Linked DNA regions of Xenopus laevis: region 1 is linked to region 2. Evidence: chromatin contacts called from public Hi-C data. All regions are on one chromosome and are shown on one strand. The core of a region is the stretch at or near the end of the contact, and the rest is flanking DNA. Distances in the headings are between cores, read along the strand shown. Region 1 holds the start of edn1.L (endothelin 1 L homeolog). Region 2 has its middle 36 kb from the start of LOC108719136.

Region 1 (3,169 bases), core at 661-3,160, 380 kb after region 2:
TACATGGGTGGGTAGGATTCTTGCACAACAGCCAGCAGGAGCAAATCCAAATGATAACGGAGGTAACTATAGAGGAGGCAGAACCTGAATCTGCTAGGGGCTCCACAAAGTATAGGGATTCCAGTATAGGGCACTGATTGATAAGCAGTTTTGTAAAAAAAAAAAAAAAATGTTTTGCGCCCACAGTTTAGGGGGCCCTAAAATGATTCCTATCTTTCATTTGCACCACTAACTTTTCTGCTCTGCTTGGGTCAAATGTAAAGAGAAACAATGAAAATGTAGTCAAGGTTTGGGATCTGTTATTCAGAATACAGAAAGCCTATCTCCCATAGACTGCATTTTAATCAAATTATTCAAATTTTTAATAATGATTTCCTTTTTCTCTGTAATTAAGGAACAGTACCTTGTACCTGATCCAAACAAAGGTACCACGTATGTATGTATGCGTTTATTTATAAAGCGCTGTTAAAAGAGCTTAAGTGCTATGTGGTAAGAGACACAGTGGGAAGAAGGTCCCTGCCCCGTAGAGCTTACAGTCTAACGGTGACCATACACATAGAGATCTGCTCATTTGGTGATTTCACCAACGAGCAGATCTCTCCCTGATATATGCCCACCTTCAAGGTGGGCAATATCGGGTTGATCCGATCGTGGGCCCTAGGGCCCAATGAATGGATCATAAATAAAGCAATTCTGCCAGTCTGATCACAGGACCACATCAACAAACAGATGCGGTCTGCGTTCCGATGGGATTTTTATCCTTGCCCCATCGACATCAGGTTGACTTTCGGCCATATATCGATCGGAGAAGCCTGTCTGTCTGTCGGCAGCATTTATCGGCCTGTGTATGGCCAGCTTTAGTGGATGGGAGGCTAACATACAAGCACAATTGGAGATTAAAAAGTGCACAAGGTAAGGCATAGTCAGTAGGTACTGGACTAGTCTAACGTTTAGGTATCATTAATCCTTACATGAGGCAAAGCAATCATTTTGAATTATTTTTTAGGAGACTTAAGGTATGAAGATCCAAATTAGGGAAAGATTCATTATTCGGAAAACCCCATGTCCAGAGCATTCTGGATAACAGTTCTCATGCCCGAATATTAGGGTTGCCACCTTTTCTGGAAAAAAAACCTGGCCTTCCTATATATTTTGCTTTTTTCCCTATTAATAACATTGTGATGAACCATCATTTTTACTGGCCATGCCTGTAAAATACCGGCCAGGTGGCAACCCTACCATATATACAATGTGCAGCCATCTGTGCCATGTGAAAAGATAATGAGCTTTTCCAGCAACAAGCTAGTGGCTTCTTTCTGAAATGAGTACAGGCCTGGACTGGCAATTTGTGGGTTCTGGCAAATGCCAGAGGGGCTGCTATAAATGGCCATAGACAGTCTCTATTTATTGGGCTGGTGGACCTCTATTTGGGCCTCTGTGTACCTAAAATGCCAGGGCCTAATTTCATTCTCAGTCCAGACCTGAATGAATATGAGATTTCTACGTGCCTGCCACAGTGCAAATGAAGATATATGAGAGCCAGGCACACAAACACACACTAGCTCTGGCAGTCGTACAAAAGAGACTCGTGAAGTATTAGCACATAATTATGCAGTTCTTCCAGGTAGCAGTGAGATTTAGTTGGCAGGTGAAGCAAGAACTGAAAATACCTCCAGAGCTTCTGTAGCTCGCTGAGAAATGCCGTTTGTTTTCATTTCGTGCATACGCAGCCCCCTCTAGCGGCAGGAACACAGAACGACGAAGCTTTTCTCAGGAGAACCGAGGGAATTTCTCCGTTGGCTCCGCCCACGTTTTATGAGAGCTTTTCTGCGTCTCCCTCTCTGAAGTTGCCAGAGATTTCCTCTCCAGCCTGCCCTTATCTTAGTCTGCACGTTTGTTCCCGGTGACTAATAGCACCATAACATTGTCTCGGAATAATATCAATTGAGGCTGTTTACAAAGTCCATGGCGGTTGAATATAAGGGCAAGTTGGCCGCAGCATGATCACTTTGGCACTATTGCTTCGGAGTAGCAGCTCCTGATCGTCTCTCCAAGGACTTTGGATTCTTCATTAACTGCGTTTATTTCTCACAGATATTTACTGGACACATTTCTGCTGTCATTCACTTTCTTTCTTATTCGCCTCTAAATAAAGGAGAAATTAGAGATCAAGACTGACCATTTTGGGGGATTGTTTTTTCTGCATTTTTTACAAATTGAAATTATTTTTATTATTTTTATTAAGAAGAAGAAGAAACCTCTCCAGCTTCGTTATGGACCTACAAATGATTTTTTCTCTGCTGGTGGTACTTGTGCAAGGAGTCAGTGCAACAGGTAGGGCTGCATTACATTACATTACATTACTGCTCATATTCATCATTTATTAGGGGCTAATATTACACTTGGCTACTTTTTTTTGCCATCCAGTAGCTCCTGGAGGTTGGATATTTAATCCAGCAACTGAGAATTTTAGCAGAAACGGCCACATTTATATTAGGAGATTTTTTTTTTTTTAATTTAAACCTTATCATTCAGACATGGGTTTGCATATGGGGAAATGCCTGAAATTGAATTCTGCTTCTACTGGGGAAATAAAATCCCTTGTTTCAGACATGGGCAGGTAGCCAATATCAGCAGCATCAGCCCTGGCAGTTTATGAGTAAACTGGCAACTTGGAGGTTGCATAATGCTAATTTATGTGTATTGTAGTGCTTTTCAGGTATTTTCTGAAATATATATGTAATGGTTACGCTCTGACCAGGGATTTATCAAGGGTCTCGCCTGAGCTGAGGGCACTGGCAGGGAAAGCAAGTTGCACTGAAACGCAGATTTAGTAGAGATTGTAGCTGCCAGTTTGATGTGTGAGCAGAGCGTACAATTTGTCGTTATGGAAGAAAGCGATGATTTCTTTGGAGAGAAAGACGTCTATGTGTGCGAGCAACTTGGCAGCGCTATCTAGGTTCAGGTGCAGCTTAAAGCAGTTCGGGTTATTATTATTATTATTATAGGAAAGGGACCGGGTTATTATGGGAAGGGGAACATGGGAGAGAAAACGAGAGCTGGGAGGATTGGGAAATGAAATAATAGGCTTTGGAGACTTAGGCTTTGTCCCAGCTTGTAGGAAAGGACAGGCCATACATAGCTAAGGCAGACAGGTGAGATTGTGGAG
Region 2 (3,423 bases), core at 762-3,261:
GTTTGAATTCTCTATGCCATCAGGCTGGCTGAACAATAGTATTTAGCCTTTGTTGTGTCTTCCACAGCATTTAATATAATTTAATCCCTGGACTCAGGATCATAGAAAACACATCTAAATCTTAGAAAGAGCAATGTTTTTCAAGCTACAGGGGGTTGGTTTTATTAGGGGTCCAAGCACATTGGGGGCCTCATTTAAAGCCTAGTGAGTAGAAGCATGGCTTAATAATGTGCTGTTCTTTGAACTTTAGGACCTAGAGCCGAGTGACTTTTACTACTATATTTGTATCTATAAAAACCCTAATTATCTTATGAGCTGATGCTGATACGTTTACTAGTAAATGAATTATTAATGTAGTACAGGTATGGAACCTATTATCCAGAATTCTCGGGACCTGTAGTTTCCAGATATAGGATTTCTCTGTAATTGGATCCCCCTAAAAATCATTTAAAGATTAAATAAACCCAAGAGTACTGTCTTGCCTCCAATTCATCAAGATTTATGTCTTAGTTATGATCAAATACCTGTACTGTCCTGTTATGACAGAGAAAAAGGTAAGAATTTTTAATAACTTGAATTATACGATTAAAATTGAGTCTATGGGGCAAATTTACTAAAGGGCGAAGTGGCTAACGCCGGCGGAAATTCGTCATTTTGCCACTTAGCTAGCGAAGGAGATAGACTCTAGTGCTACGCAATCTAACGCCAGGCGAATTTTCGCACTGGCGAGTGGACGTAACTACGCTAATTCACTAAGATGCGGATTTTCCTGGACGTTACCTCTTGCGCCAGACTTGCCTTTGCCACCTCAGACCAGGCAAAGTTTTTTTGGGGGGTACCCTCCTTCCCCTCTACATTTGATAACATATGGCACCTAAACTATACTGTGGGCACATGTGTAGGGCATTTTAACAACTCTATATAATTTTATCAAGGTTCCCTGGCCTTGTGTAGTGTAATGTATTTGCTGCAACATATACGTCCATTATACTTTAACTGTACGCTGTATGCAAGTTAGCCAACGCTAGCGTAACTTTGAACTACTGATCGTATTTTCGGTAGCACAACTTTGAAAGCGTTCGGTACCCTGTGCGCAACTTCGGATCTTCGTGAATTAGTGTTGTCCAGGCAAATTTACACCTGACGAAGTGTTGCGATGTGTGCGAAGCCAGCAATGGCGAATTTTCGCAGGTAAGTAAATTTACCCCTATGGGAGATGGCTTTCCGGCAATTCAGTGCTTTCTGGATAAAGGGTTTCTGGATAATGAATCCTATACAGGTATGGGACCTGTTATCCAGAATGACCGGGACCTGGGGTTTTCTGGATAATGAATCTTTCTTTTACTACTAGAAAATCATGTAAACATGAAATAAACCCAATAGCCTGGCTTTACATCCAATAAGGATTAATAATATCTTAGTACAAGGTACTGTTTTATTGTTACAAAAATTTGGATTATTTGGATAAAATGAGTCTATGGGAGACGGCCATTCCTTTATTCGGAACTCTCTGGATAAAAGGTTTCCAGATAACAGAACCTGTATTGTAATACACTGTGATCAAAAGAACACATTCCTATCAAGGCCAAATTTTGATAAGAGATATTTTTTATATTTAGAATTTGAGCCACTGATGCATTTTTTTTGGAAATTCCAGTATTTATGCGGAATACTACAATATGTCATGTAGGAAGAGAGAGGTGAATGGATGCCTATCCAGCTGCAGTGTGTAAGAGCGTAAGTCAGAAGTACACCATTCAGGATATGGCCGTTAGGCAAATAAACAAATGCTTGGGGGAGACACATACTCTGGATATGTTGATGAGTGACGAATGACTATGAAAGGAAGAAAACAACACTTTGCCTGAAGTTTCAGTGTAGAAACGTCATGGGTCATGTGCAGCAGTCAGCAATTAGTTTTCAAAACTAATTACCTCACAAAAGCAAGGCTTTGTTCCTGACTTCCTGACAAAAGCATGCAGACACTATCAACAACAAATAGCCCAAAAGCAATGCTTGTTGAGGGAGGCATCTATTATGGAAAAGAGCTCCTGTTTCTTTGGCTTAGAAGCCAAGACCTGAATCGCAAGTGGGGCAAATTCCGACTCTTTTTCTGATATTTCTCAGACACGCTCTCATTTTGGCTTTGTGCTGGGACTCCAGACTGAGTTGTCAGCCAGAGTTGACCCATGCATGCATAAATTCGCCTAAAGTAGTGTACAATACCCACCTGTAAAGGATCCCCTTCTCCAACCATAGTCAATGCTCCCTCATTGTCTGCCCATGGCCTGAGATAGCTCAGGAGCGCAGTGGGGTTGTTGAAAGCCATGTCTGGCCACATCAAATCTGGGGAGCCTAATCCCCCGTATTGATCGCTGAGGAAGTCCTGATTTCTAGTGCACAGCTCTGCCTTCTCACACCAATTACAGGGCAACGGTGGCAGCCAATAGGGGAGCATTTTATGCAGTTGGAGGGGCTGTTGTCCAGGGGGGGACTGTTGAAAAAGGGGCCATGGGAGAGTTAGTTCTCTTTAAAGCTGCAGTAGCCCCACTTGTTCAGCATGAGTTTAATAAATAAAGATCCAGAAAGCTCCAAAGAGAGGCCCATAGACTCCATTTTTTCCAAATAATCCACATTTTAATAAATGATTTCCTCTTTCTCTGTAATAATAAAACAGTACCTCATACTTGATACAAACTAAGATATAATTAATCCTTATTGGAAGCAAAACCAGGCTATTGGGTACATTTCATGTTTACATGATTTTCTAGTAGAATTAAGGTATGAAGATCCAACTTACAGAAAGATCCATTATATACCCTGTACAGAACATATTTTTTCCTATTGTTTTAATCACAATCTTTGATCTACTCTGCAATACTCTGCTTTCTCAGACCAGTTATAGAAGCATTTGGTGCAGCTGAGGAGGGGGAATTGTTGAAGGGGTCCACTTTAAAGGTGGCCATAGACACAAAGATCGGCTCGTTTGGCAACATCACCAAACGAGCCGATCTTTCCCCGATATGCCATTAATGAGCATGGCTATATCGGGGGTAATCTGATTGTTCGGCCGTAGGGCCGAAACGGTCTGATTACGATGTGCTGTAGGCTCCGGTGGGATCGGTTGGGTCAAAATCAAACCTGACCGAAAGATGTCGGCACACGATCTGAAAATCGTATGAATCCTCGATTCGTACGATAGGATCTGTGTCTATGGCCACCTTTACGGTGGTGGCAGACAGGGAGATTAGTCAACCAATGACAAATCTTTTCTACTGCAGACGACTAATCTCCCTGAAATGCCTTCCCACCAGGTCCGGACTGAGAATTAAAATAGGCCCTGGCATTTCAGGTACGCAGAGGCCCAACCAGCCCACATAGAGGCCCAAACAGCCCCCACCAGCCCACTAAATACTGACTTTC

What was found. A called contact is a pair of places that touch in the nucleus more often than the background predicts.
Region 1: a Hi-C map of the XL177 cell line shows a contact between it and region 2, with 3 times the contacts expected there. The contact joins the promoter of edn1.L here to the enhancer-like site in region 2.

The regions. Positions count from the first base shown.
Region 1 is chr6L:96,571,348-96,574,516 of Xenopus_laevis_v10.1, forward strand. edn1.L (endothelin 1 L homeolog) reads left to right here and starts at 1,911. Exons shown (of 5, transcript NM_001127799.1): 1 at 1,911-2,334. The coding sequence starts at 2,274.
Region 2 is chr6L:96,194,975-96,198,397 of Xenopus_laevis_v10.1, forward strand. No RefSeq gene overlaps it. Among protein-coding and RNA genes, the nearest start is that of LOC108719136, 36 kb to the left of the region's middle. Within about 2 kb of position 2,012, at least 1 of the 7 cell types and tissues checked has an H3K27ac peak or open chromatin away from gene starts, as enhancers often do.